Linked DNA regions of Mus musculus: region 2 is linked to region 1. The links are chromatin contacts, called in public Hi-C maps. All regions are on one chromosome and are shown on one strand. The core of a region is the stretch at or near the end of the contact, and the rest is flanking DNA. Distances in the headings are between cores, read along the strand shown. Region 1 holds the start of Ccdc107 (coiled-coil domain containing 107). Region 2 overlaps Gm42279 (a long non-coding RNA gene).

Evidence for each region. Hi-C and Micro-C count contacts between places; a contact is called where the count stands out from the background.
Region 2: a Hi-C map of the G1E-ER4 cell line shows a contact between it and region 1, with 2.0 times the contacts expected there. The contact joins the enhancer-like site here to the promoter of Ccdc107 in region 1. A contact is called at or near these places in 7 of 39 promoter capture datasets (the C10 cell line, the HPC-7 cell line, cranial neural crest and 4 more), 1 of 484 Hi-C or Micro-C datasets (the G1E-ER4 cell line), 1 of 115 datasets of contacts at active chromatin or transcription factors (the HPC-7 cell line) and 3 of 9 other capture datasets (adipose tissue, liver and pancreatic islet).

Annotation. Positions count from the first base shown.
Region 1 is chr4:43,490,930-43,497,127 of GRCm38.p6, forward strand. It overlaps Ccdc107 (coiled-coil domain containing 107), which reads left to right and starts at 2,436. Exons shown (of 6, transcript NM_001037913.2): 1 at 2,436-2,607; 2 at 2,679-2,830; 3 at 4,266-4,326; 4 at 4,413-4,503; 5 at 4,580-4,692; 6 at 4,768-4,992. The coding sequence starts at 2,502. The coding sequence ends at 4,973. Arhgef39 (Rho guanine nucleotide exchange factor (GEF) 39) reads right to left here. Exons shown (of 12, transcript NM_001013377.3): 10 at 6,158-6,198; 11 at 5,892-5,980; 12 at 5,213-5,791. The coding sequence ends at 5,749. It also overlaps Rmrp.
Region 2 is chr4:43,602,297-43,608,494 of GRCm38.p6, forward strand. Gm42279 (a long non-coding RNA gene) reads right to left here. Exons shown (of 3, transcript XR_881221.1): 2 at 3,265-3,330; 3 at 914-944. Among named protein-coding and RNA genes, the nearest start is that of Gm42279, 17 kb to the right of the region's middle. Within about 2 kb of position 2,980, at least 57 of the 459 cell types and tissues checked have an H3K27ac peak or open chromatin away from gene starts, as enhancers often do. A contact at or near this core is called in the G1E-ER4 cell line, the HPC-7 cell line and hematopoietic stem and progenitor cells, where this site is marked.

The DNA of each region.
Region 1 (6,198 bases), core at 1,186-3,685:
TCTACACACACTATGCCAGCTGGCAGCCACTCCAGGTTTGTACCTCTCTTCTTTCCCATCCAAGCTGCCTTGGAGCAATCAGACTTTAACAACTCCTGTTGCCCTGCCCTGCCCTGCCCTGTCCTTATGCCCCCCTCTCTGGGAAAACAAGATAAGACTCTCATGGTTTATTCATTTATTTAACACTCGTGTGCCTCATGCCTGGTGATTGCCAAGTCCTGGAGACCGAGATGCAAATGGAACGTGTTTCTTCATTCCGAGAGCTATTGATCTGAAGATGGCCCTCTGAAGATGTAGCAGAGGTAAAAGATAACAGGGAGAGAGGTACATGCTGGCTGCATCTCTAGCAACCCCAGCACTCCAGAGATTATCTCAGAAGGATCTTGGGCTACTGAGACTGTCTCAAACAACACAGCTTAGAGCAGACAATGTAACACCCTGTCTTGGTCTTTTGTTCGTTTTTTTTTTTTTTTTTGTTTTTGTTTTTGTTTTCTTTTCTTTTTTTTTTTTTCCATTTTTTATTAGGTATTTAGCTCATTTACATTTCCAATGCTATACCAAAAGTCCCCCATATCCACCCACCCCCACTCCCCTGCCCACCCACTCCCCCTTTTTGGCCCTGGTGTTCCCCTGTACTGGGGCATATAAAGTTTGCAAGTCCAATGGGCCTCTCTTTCCAGTGATGGCCGACTAGGCCATCTTTTGATATATATGCAGCTAGAGTCAAGAGCTCCGGGGTACTGGTTAGTTCATAATGTTGTTCCACCTATAGGGTTGCAGATCCCTTTAGCTCCTTGGCTACTTTCTCTAGCTCCTCCATTGGGAGCCCTATGATCCATCCATTAGCTGACTGTGAGCATCCACTTCTGTGTTTGCTAGGCCCCGGCATAGTCTCACAAGAGACAGCTACATCTGGGTCCTTTCAATAAAATCTTGCTAGTGTATGCAATGGTGTCAGCGTTTGGATGCTGATTATGGGGTGGATCCCTGGATATGGCAGTCTCTACATGGTCCATCCTTTCATCTCAGCTCCAAACTTTGTCTCTGTAACTCCTTCCATGGGTGTTTTGTTCCCAAATCTAAGGAGGGGCATAGTGTCCACACTTCAGTCTTCATTCCTTTTGTTCGGTTTTGAGAGAGGGTCTCACTATGTAGACCAGGCCTTGAACTCATAGAGATCTGTCTGCTTTTGTCTCCCCACTGCTGGGATTAAAGGAGTGTGGTGCCACATCTGGCAGCTCTGTGAATCTTATGTGCTTGCTACTACATAATCCCAGCATTTGAGAAATGGAAGCAGGAGGGTTAGGAGTTCTAGGCCAGCTCCAGCTACATGAGAATGAAGCCAGCCCAGGTTACATGAGACCCAGAAGGACCTAGTTGTATATTTGCCTTTTGAGTCGCTGTGAACATTCATTCATTAATTTCATTCACTTCCTCAAGTTCCCCTAGCAACAAGTGACTAGGCTCGGACAGTAAAATGGAAAAAAACAAAAAAGCAAAACCCACAGTCTTGCTCTCTTTGGACTAGCAGTCTAAAAAAAGAATTACAGCTATTAAAGAATAAATTAGGAATTCAGATTTGTCTCCGTTTTCTTTCTTCTTTTCTTAGGAAAGGGTGACCTTGATTTCCTAATTAGTACATTCACATCTGGCTCTGAAGGTTGTATAGAAATAAAAGTGGCCGGGCGTGGTGGCGCACGCCTTTAATCCCAGCACTCGGGAGGCAGAGGCAGGAGGATTTCTGAGTTCGAGGCCAGCCTGGTCTACAAAGTGAGTGCCAGGACAGCCAGGGCTACACAGAGAAACCCTGTCAAAAAACCAAAATACAAACAAACAAAAATAAATAAATAAAAGTGTAGCCGCGCTGAGAATGAGCCCCGTGTGGTTGGTGCGAGCCAGGTCGCACTGCCTGCGTCACTATGTGAGCTGACGGATGACGCCCCGCTGCACGCCGCTCAGCTCGCCCCGGAGGGGTCGCTTCTTGGCGGGCTAACAGTGACTTGCGGGGGAAGTCTACGCGCGTGTGCACGCGGCACTCTCTGCCCGTGGTCCGGGGACTTTCCCCTAGGCGAAAGGATAAGGAACATGTCCCTCGTATGTAGCCTAGGAAACAGGCCTTCAGAGCGAGCTGCCTTAGCTTCTAGGCGCGACTAATTTATGACTCTACAACAGGCTTAATTTTTTGGTTATGGTGAGAAAATTGGTCTCTCTAGGTAGAAAAACAATGAGCCATTGTTTTAGGCATGATACTTTATCCTGAAAGATTCTGGAGACATAATTGTTTAAGAAAGCTATAAATAGATAGGTCATTAATTAATGTAGGAACGCTAGGTGGGCGTGGTTTATGCAAATATTGCTTAAACCCATCCTGAGATGGGCGTGGCCGCCTTAAGGGACTCAGCCCCCCCGATGTAGGCGTGGTCTCCTGCGCGTGCGCACTACGGCCGGAGGCCCAGCGCTGGAACGCGGGGTACCCGGCGTGCGATTCTGGTGGGCCAGGCATGGAGGGCGCTGGCCCCGTGTTGAGTATTCTGGGGCTGCTGCTTGTGTCTGCGCCTTTTGGAGTCCTTGGGGAGCGCCCCAGCGCCGATCTGGGGGCACACCCAGGTACCTGCGAGAGCTGCTGGAGGGAGGCTGGGACTGCCTAGTAGAAACTGACCGATGGCTTTAATCCACAGAACGGGGCTCCCAGGTCAGTCCGGGAACCACCGAACCTCGGCGGCAGCCGCCACCCAAGGATCAGCGCGAGCGAGCCCGGGCCGGATCGCTGTCTTTGGGCGCTCTGTACACCGCGGCCGTCGTGGCTTTTGTGCTGTTCAAGTGTTTGCAGGTGCGGTATGGCGGTGGGTTGTGGGAGCCCTGGGCCTTAATCTCCTGGGGCCGCTACAGTACCAAGAACAACCGCTTCCCGGCTACCTGTAAAATGAAGGCTCGTTCCTTGGTTTTTCCACATTATTGGGGCATTCGAGGATCCAGAGAGATAATGGATGTAGGGGGCTGAGAAATTGTAGAAACCGTTACTTTTACTCCTCTCTCCAGTGACGATCGATTTTCAATCTGGAGCTCATCCACTTAGTGTCTGATGTAAGTGGGGTTTTAACCCAACTAGTGTCAGTATGCAAAAAAAGAAGTTGCTGCTGAGGCTCCAACCTTGGCCCAAGGAGTTAATCGCGGCAGCAACAGAGTGTCTAGTGGACCAGACACCAAGCCGTTTCGTGCTCTCCTTAGGAAGGAAACCCTGAAATGTGAACTGACTGTACATTCTGATTACTTTGAAACTGTTGACATGGAAAGTGGAACCTACCACCCAGTGCTTTATCTTCAACTCTGGTCAATTACTTGCACAGGGGAATAGAGGCTGAACTAATTAGTAACATAAAACTAGATGAGATTAAAGAGCCAGGCAGACTTGACAGGCTAGGATGAAGATTGGAGTTTAAAGATAGATTAATAAATTCTACCCAGGCGTAGTGTTAGACGCCTTTAATCCCAGCATTCAGGGGAGACAGAGGCAGGAACAGCTCTTGTGAGTTCGAGACCAGTATTTCTGTCTTATGCATGGAGAAGAATACATAAGCAGTTGAGAAGAGGAGCGGGACCCGTGGAAGAGAGGTAGGCATGGCGGCTGACAGTTTCACGGTGTTATGATAACCCACTTTCCAATTAAAGGTTCTGAAGGAGGCTTGTGCTTTATCTACCTATCAGAGCACTGGGAGAATTGTATCCTAAAAATAAACCATAGGGCACTGCCTTTTAGAGCAAAGAGCACTATATAGACTTTTTGTTGTTGGGTTTTTTGTTTTGTTTTGTTTTAGATTTTTAATCTGTAATGGGATAATGTGAATTGAACAGATTGGAGATTTTTTTTTTCACCAGCAAAGACTGAGGGTACAGGAACTGGTGACACAGTCCTATTATTCCAACTACTATGAGGGAGGATTGTAAGTGCAAGGCCCATCTGGACAATTTAGCAAGACTCTACCTCAAAGGCAGCGAGGTATAGGGATGCTAAATAAGAAGGCTGGGGTAAGAGCAATCTTCCCGTCCCTACTGGAGAGTTTCACATTCCCAGGAGTGCTTTAGCAGTCTGGCCATGTGTGGGCATCCTGACGTTTCACTTCATGTTCTGGGTAAGCAGCTGGACTAGAGACAACTGGGATTCTCTGAGGTGGATGCCCAGAGCTTTCTCTATGGCTCCTCTCTTCACTGGCTCTGAGGTGCTGGGGCCTTTGCTGCAGCCTTGTCTTTATCTGCTTCCACAACAGGGCCCAGATGAGGCTGCTGTTCTCAGAGAGGAAAAAAACAAGAAGAAATCCTCGCAGTCAGGTGGGTTGAGCATTTAGTGGTGGTTTCTGGCGATGGAGTAGATCAGGGGACTGCAGGAGTAACCATGCCCTTTCCCTCACTCCCAGAGCAACAGCTGGTGCAGCTGACACAACAGCTGGCCCAGACGGAGCAGCACCTGAACCACCTGATGACACAGCTGGATCCCCTTTTTGAACAGTGAGAATTTGTGGGGTGGGTGAGGTGGGAGCCAAGGAGACAGACTGGGCAGCCCCCTGAGTGGGTATTTCTACAGGGTGACGACTTTGGTTGGAACCCAGAGGGAACTTCTAGACACAAAACTAAAGACCATCCACCACCTTCTACAAGACTGCCAGCCTGGCACAGGAGTGGAAGTTCCAGAACCAGGTAAAAGGTTGGGAGGTTTCTATGGCTGGAGAGCCATGGCTGTGAAACTAGAGCAAGTTGGTCTCTCCTTCACAGAGGCCAGCATACCCTTTACTGAGGACCTGGGGAAAGAAGACCAAGAAGCTGGAAACAGTCAGGCCTGGGAAGAGCCCATAACCTGGAGCCCAGAAACACGGAACCTAGCTCCTTCCTGGGAGGTGGAGCAGGGGCTGAGGAGAAGGTGGCACAAGACGGTGACAAAGGGTCCAGCAGTAAATGGGGAACAACCACTGAAGGTTTAGTAAAAAGAGTCCCCTCGTACTGGGTGTTCCTCTGTGCTTTTTCCACTCCCTGCTACACACACACACACGGTGCAAAAGCCAAGCACTCTTCCCTTATTAGGAAGAGAGAGACTGCCTTCCAGAATGTGAATGGAGAAGACAGAGAGAGAGCCACAGTTCTGCCCTTGTGTTTCTGAGGCTACCGAGATGCCAGCCATCAAGGCTCAAACTCCATTTTCTCGTGATTTAGACAGGAAGGCTTTTGCAAAAACAACCCTTTATTAAGATCCAGTGGGGAAATAAATTATAGAACATAGGAGGTAGTTCAGGAGGATCTGGAGTTCAAGGCCACCCTGGACTGCATGAAACCTTGTCTCAAGAAAACAAACTATATACAATAGCCAGGTGTGGCAGCACACACCTATAACCCAACACCTGAGAGACTGAGGCAGAAGGAATTCAAATTCATGGTCAGCCTGGGTAAGATCCTTTCTCAAGAATAAATCAGGAAACCATAGGCAATAACAACAAAATGGACTCCTTTTCAAAGCTGCAAATGGGATTAACCGCTGGCCACAGACAGCAGGGGCTTTTCAGGCCCCCCAGTGGCAGGGCGTTAAAGGGACTTGTTCCACTGAGGCTCAATCGAAGTACATTCCCTTTTGTTCGTGGCTCTGCCCTATTCCTGAGTATCCGAGTTCTGGAATTTGTAAGATTCTTCATAGGCACACCCAGCTGCCATGTGTATCCCAGGATAGCTGTGAATATGGCCCCAGCATGTTTGTAGATGACAATGTCATGTTGCAGTGACACTTCTGTGGGTCGAGCTCTTCTGGCTTCTGTGGGAAGAAAACAGTCTGGTCACCGGGTCAGTCCTCAGTCACCCACGGGGTGGGGGAGGGGCTGTGAGGGACGCTGCTCCTTCTCAGCACGGCTAACCTGATAGCCAGAGTCAGGCTGTGGTGCCACTGTGACAGCTCCTCCTGGTCAGTAGACATAAGCAGTAGCTTCTCATGGGGAAAGGACAGCTAAGGAGAAACCAGTTAGTTCAGAGCAAGTCAGGCTGGGGCCCTCTCTGGTCCCGTGACACTAACTCAGGGATAAGTGTGAAACCTCAGCCCCAAAAGGGAGCTAGCTCAAGTGATGGGCTGGTCTACAACTACTTCAAGTATATTTTGGGCCCAGATTTCCCATCTACTACTTACACTGAGCAAACCACCACAAGGTCCTCCCGAATGGCCAAAGA
Region 2 (6,198 bases), core at 1,730-4,229, 110 kb after region 1:
TTCAAGGCGGTTCCCCCCTTTCTCTTCTATTAGATCAATGTATCTGGTTTTATGTTGAGGTCTTTGATCCACTTGGACTTGAATTTGTGTAGGGTGATAAATGTTCTACATGCTGACATCCAGTTAGACCAGCACCATTTGTTGAAGATGCTTTCCTTTTTCCATTGTATAGTTTTGGCTTCTTTGTCAAAAATCAAGTATCCATAGGTGTGTGGGTTTACTCCTATGTCTTCAGACCTATGCTGCCACTGTGAATGAGACCACCTGGGGTGGAGTCTTCCATTCTATTGCTCTGTCACCTGCGTGGCACCTGACCTGCTGAGAGGCTAAACCTGTCTTCCTGAGATATTCCTGAGATAGCTGACAACCTGTGGCATTGACAACCTAATGCTAACAGTTCTGGCAGACTAAGTGCTAACAACTTGGCAACAAAGCATCAAGAAGCCTGGCGTGGCAGGAGATGGGCCTCCCCCCTTTATAAGCACAGACACTTAGTAAACATTGGGTCTTGATCAGAAATCTGTCTTGGTCTCCTTTCTTCTCTCGCTGTTTCCTCCCTTACAGCTCCAGCCTCCCGCTCAGGAACCCAGTTCGTGTGGCCGCAGGCAGCTACAGATCAACCTGTCTGTTTTTGTGCCAATACCATACAGTTCTTCTTATATTGTTCTGTAGTACAGCTTGAAATCAGGGATGGTGATACCTCTAGGAGTTCTTTTATTATACAGGATTGTTTTAGATAACTTGGGGTTTTTGTTTTGCCATATGAAGATGGGAATTGCTCTTTCAAGTTATATAAAAAATTGTTTTGGAATTTTAATGGAAATTGGATTTAATCTGTAGATGGCTTTTGGTAAGATGGCCATTTTTACTATGTTAATCCTACCGATCCATGAGCACAGGAGATTTTTCCATCTTCTGATATCTTCCTTAATTTCTTTGGCAGCCTACAGAAAGGGGAAAGATATTCACCAACCCTAGTCCAACAGAGGACTAATATCTAAAATATATAAAGAACTCAAGAAATTAGACACCAACAAACCAAATAACCCAATTAAAAATGAGTTACATATCTAAACAGAATTCTCAACCGAGGAATCTCTAATGGCTGAGAAGCACTTAAAGAAATGTTCAATGTCCTTAGTCATCAGGAAAATGCAAATAAAACAACTCAGTGATTCCATCTTACACATGTCAGAATGGCTAAGATCAAAAATGTAAGTGACAGCACATGCTAGCAAGGATGTGGAGCAAGGGGAACACTCCTCCATTGCTGCTAGGAGTGTAAACTTGTACAACCACTTTGGAAATCAATTTGGTTGGTTTCTCAAAAAATTGGGAATAGTTCTACTTCAAGACCCAGCATACCACTCCTGGGCATACACCCAAAAAATGTTCTACCACACAATAAGGGACACTTGCTCGACTATGATAATAGCAGCTTTACTCAGAATAGCCAGAAATTGTAAACAACCCAGATGTCCTTCACCTGAAGAATGGATACAGAAAACGTGGTTCATTTACACAATGGCATACTATTCATTTGTTAAAAACAAGCACATCATGAATGGAACTAGAAAATATCATCCTGAGTGAAGTAACCCAGACTCAAAAAGACATGCGTGGTATGTACTCACTTATAAGTGGATATTAACCATAAAATATAGAATAACCATGCTACAATCCACACACCCAAAGGAGCTTAAAGGTCCTAAGGAAGGATGCTTTAATCTCCCTCAGAAGAGGATATAAAATAGACATTAGAGGTGGATAGAGGGAGGGAATGATGTGGGAGAGCAGGCTGTGTGGTGGTGGTGTAAACCTTTAATTCCAGCACTCAGAAGGCAGAGAGAGGTACAGGCAGGCTGATCTCAGTTCGAGGCCAGCCTGGTCTATAGAGTGAGTCCCAAGACAGCCAGGGCTACATAGAGAAACCCTGTTTGTACACCCTCTTCAAAAGAAAGAGAATATTTTCACAGCTTGTACTCACTTTTTTTTTTTTTTTTTTTTTTTTTGAGACAGAGCCCCCACGTGGTCTAGACTGGCCCCAGAATTCACTACCCGCCTGCTCCAGCCTCCTATGTTTTGGGATTGCAGGTGTGAGCCACCTTGCCCAGCTTTTAATTTTTTAAAAAAATATTTTTAATGACATCTTTTGAAGAGCCAAAGTTTTAAAATGCTGAAGTCTAATTTATTGCTTCCTTTGACGAGTTATTAAAATTGTTTATTTTTTTCTGACCCAAACAAAGTATGACACATCTGTAGCCCTTTTAGCCCAAGAACTTTAAAAACACACTCTGCTGACTTTTCTATGTCTGATTTATGTTTATTTGGTTGCTGTGTGGGGTGGGAGGGAATCTCTTCATCGATGCTGCTGTCAGCCTCTCCTCACACCCTCCGGGCAGCCTTTTCTCAGTGGAGTCTCACCATAAAGTCTAACCTTGTGTTGTATGGCTTTTTCTGGGGCCATGGGAACAAACATTGTTCAGCCCAGAGAAGACACCAAAAACAGAACAAAGGAAGGATTCCAGATAAGGGCAGCTAGACAAACGAGTGAGTTTCCTGGGGTTTCTTGGAGTCTAGGTGAGGGGTTAGTTACAGGAGTGCAGGTGAGTCAGAGTCCCACATCATCAAAATGTCTCGTCGTCTACCGTGATGACTCACGAAAGCTGCATCCTTTTGGCTCCTAGCACAACTTGCCAGCAACTCATCCACACTGTTGAGAGTCTCCTCTCTGCAGCAATTGTCACCATAAGCTCAGGGAGGGGCCTCTGGAAGCTTAAGGTTAAGCACTTGGTAAGCCTTGAAAGTCCCAGGACTTCTGAGTCCCAGAAGGCTGCCTGCCCCTTTCCTCCAGGAGGAAGTTGCTACACCACCTCATTGCAATTCAGCAATCTCAAAATACCTTATCTGTGTAGCAACAGCGGCAGTCTGTTCACACCCAGTGAAGCAAGTCATGGCGGGAGGTATGTGTAAGGTGACAGATGATACTGTGACTGTGAGTGAACTCACCAGGGAAGTAAGCCTGGGCACAAGGATGCAGAAAGCCAAGCACAGAGGCTTTGTGGGAGAAGCCCACACACATCGGAGGAGGAGGAAGCATTCTGTAGTGACAGAGAAGTTGGGCTTGGGGTGTGGAGGTGACCAGGGGTATGAGCTACTGGAAAAGCCATGATAAGAGTCTCAGGGAGGAAGTGACTATCAGCAAGGCCAAGGTGTCACCTACATACTGTCACCTGTAAGCTAACAACTCATAGAAGTCTTCACCTAGATCAGGGGTTCTCAACAGGTGGGTGGGTTGCGATCCCTTTCACAGGAGCCATCTAAGACCACCTGAAAATAGAGATATTAACATTATGGTTTATAGATATTAACATTATAGCTTATAGCAGTAACAAAGTTACTGTTATGAGGTAGCAACAAAAATAATTCTATGGTTGGGGGTCACTGAAACATGAGAAACTGTATTAAAGGGTCACAGCATTAGGAAGGTTGAGAACCACTGGACTAGATCATTTGTAAAAAATTTACATTAGGCAAACCAATCCTAGTCAAGTATTTACTCATTCATCTATTTTATTTTACATTTTTAAACAAGGTCTAACTCTGTAGCTTGGGCTGGCTTTGAACTTGTGGATAACCCTCCAGCCTTGGCCTTCCATGTGTTGAAATTACAAGCGTGAGCTGCCTGCCACACCTGCTCCTTCCAAACATTTTTTTTTTAATCTTGAGCTAGAATTTCATTGCCTAAGCTATCCCTATCCTCAACAAGAATCTACTGATTTAGTCTCAGCAGCGGTGGGATTCCATCGAAAGCCATGCAGTTGTACAGTAAAGCACTGTGTCTGTAAATAAGTATATGGATCTGGCCTTAAAAGAATCATCAGGGTTTTGCTGTTGTTTTATGTATATCTGAGGAAACTCACAGGGGTCAAGAATTAGATCTCTGTGAGTTCGAATCCAGCCTGTCTACACAGATGGAGTTACAAAGCAGTTGTGAACTGCTCCACATGGGTGCTGGGATCTGAACTCCAGGCCTCTGGAAGAGCATGGAGCACTTTTGATCACTACAACTCTCCATCCCCCGTATCAGTTTTTCTTTACTGGCAGATTTTAGTTCACTTTCTGCTGCTATAACGGAATGCCCGAGACTATGATGTTTATAAAGAGCAAGTTGCTACAGTTTCAGAAGCTAGGAAATCGGAGGTCAAAGGGTCAAGGGTCTAGCAAGAGCCTTGCTGCATCATCTCATGACAGAATAGCAGAAAGAAAAAGAAAGGCAGGGAAATAATAGGGAAGGAGGGAGAGAGGGAGGAGTAAAGGGATGGGGGGAGAGAGGGAGAGAGAGAGAGAGAGAGAGAGAGAGAGAGAGAGAGAGAGAGAGAGAGAGAGAGAGAGAGAGAGAATGAGCAGAGAACAGAGATAAGGCACCAAGCTTATGATTTTATCAGAATCCACCCAGCAGAAATAGTCTTGGATCCCGGGATCTCATTCATTATGGAGAGAACTTTTAGTCTTATTAACTTTTATTAAAGGTCCCCTTCCCCTTCCTCTTCCCCCCTTTCTTCAGACAGGGACTCACTATATAACCTTGGCTAACTTGGAACTTACTATGTAGACTACATTGCCTTTAAACTCAGAAGTCTGCCTCCTGAGTACCAAGCTCTGTGAGTACTGGGGATGGAACTACGCAAGTTTAAGCTCAAACTTTCCTTTCCCCCCTCTCCTTCCTTCCTTCCCTCTTCCCTCTCTCCCTTCCTTCCTCCTTTCTTTTTTCTTTTCTTTCTTATATTCTTGAGACAAGGTCTCACTATATAGCCACTAAGTAGCTATCAGAGGATGATGAATTTCTGGATTTCCTTGGAGTGTGTGTGTGTGTGTGTGTGTGTGTGTGTGTGTGTGGGGTGTTTCTTGCAATAGAGTCTTTCTTTGTAGTTTAGACTGGCCTAAGGTAACCCTGTAGAGACAATCTCTTGTGCACTGTGGAGAAGATCACCTGTCAATAAAAAGCTGATGGCTAATGAGCTGAGGCAGGATTAGAAGGTGGGATATCTGGCAGGCACGGGGGGGGGGGGGGTGGGGGGGTGGGGGGGCGGGGTGGGGGGGCGGGGCAGGGGATTCTGGGAAAGAGTCAAGCATGGGAGATTTTGCTCCAGACTCAGAGGAGATCAATGAATGAAACTGAGAAGAACTAGCTGTGTGACAGACAAGGACTAGAATAAATGGGTTACATGAGTTCCAAGCTAGTCAAAGAATGACCCAAAGCTTAAATGGCTTAGGCTTTTAGTCATAAATAATTAAGCTAAGAGTTATTATTCTGGGGACAAAGAGACCTGGTAGAAAAGCCCATGGCTCCACAACCCTCCTGCCTCAGCCTCTGGAGGGTCGGATTTACAGGCAGGAGCGATCATAGATAGCCAGCTTAAAAGATGGGAATCTTGAAAATGTTTAGACACTAACAGAAAAATATTAAAACTCTTTTCTTTTCAAGTGGTACTGAAGGCAGAAACCAGAGCCTCACACATATTGGGCAAGCACCTGAAAGTTATCCTTGGGTCAAAACATGAAAATCCTTAAAAGGAAATAAATAAGTAAGTATTCCTTTTATATAGATTTTGCCCTCAAGTGCGGATGGTAGTATCTACCTAACTTTATTACAAGGAAGACCCGTTATAGTTACCATGACTAGCTTTCAAATAATGGCCTTCAATATGTGTAGTGCTCATACACTTACTTTATTTAAGTAAATAGACTTCACTTTCTGGCTCCTGGGACCTCTACTTCATCTGTGTTAGCTTAATTTAAAAGCCTAGATTTGAAGGTAAAACATTGGGTTGCTGTCTTTTTTTTTTTTTTTTTTCTTTCTTTTTGGTTTTTTGAGACAGGGTTTCTCTGTGTTGCCCTGGCTGTCCCAGATCTTGGTCTGTAGAGCAGGTTGACCTTGAACTCACAGAGTCCTGCCTTTGCCTCCGGAGTGCTGGGATTAAAGGCTTGCGCCACTATCGCCCGGCAACACTGGAGTTTTCACTTGTATTTTGACTTCTGGTGACCAGTGGATTTTTTTTTTTTTTTTTTTTGTACTTTAGTTTCTCTCCTAGTTGGTGTGTGGTTGGTAAGAGAAGTTCTCAGCTGTCACTTGGTGGGAAAGGCAGCATCTCATGGCCACGCCCCTTTCACTCGTGGGCTCCAGCAGGTGCTGGG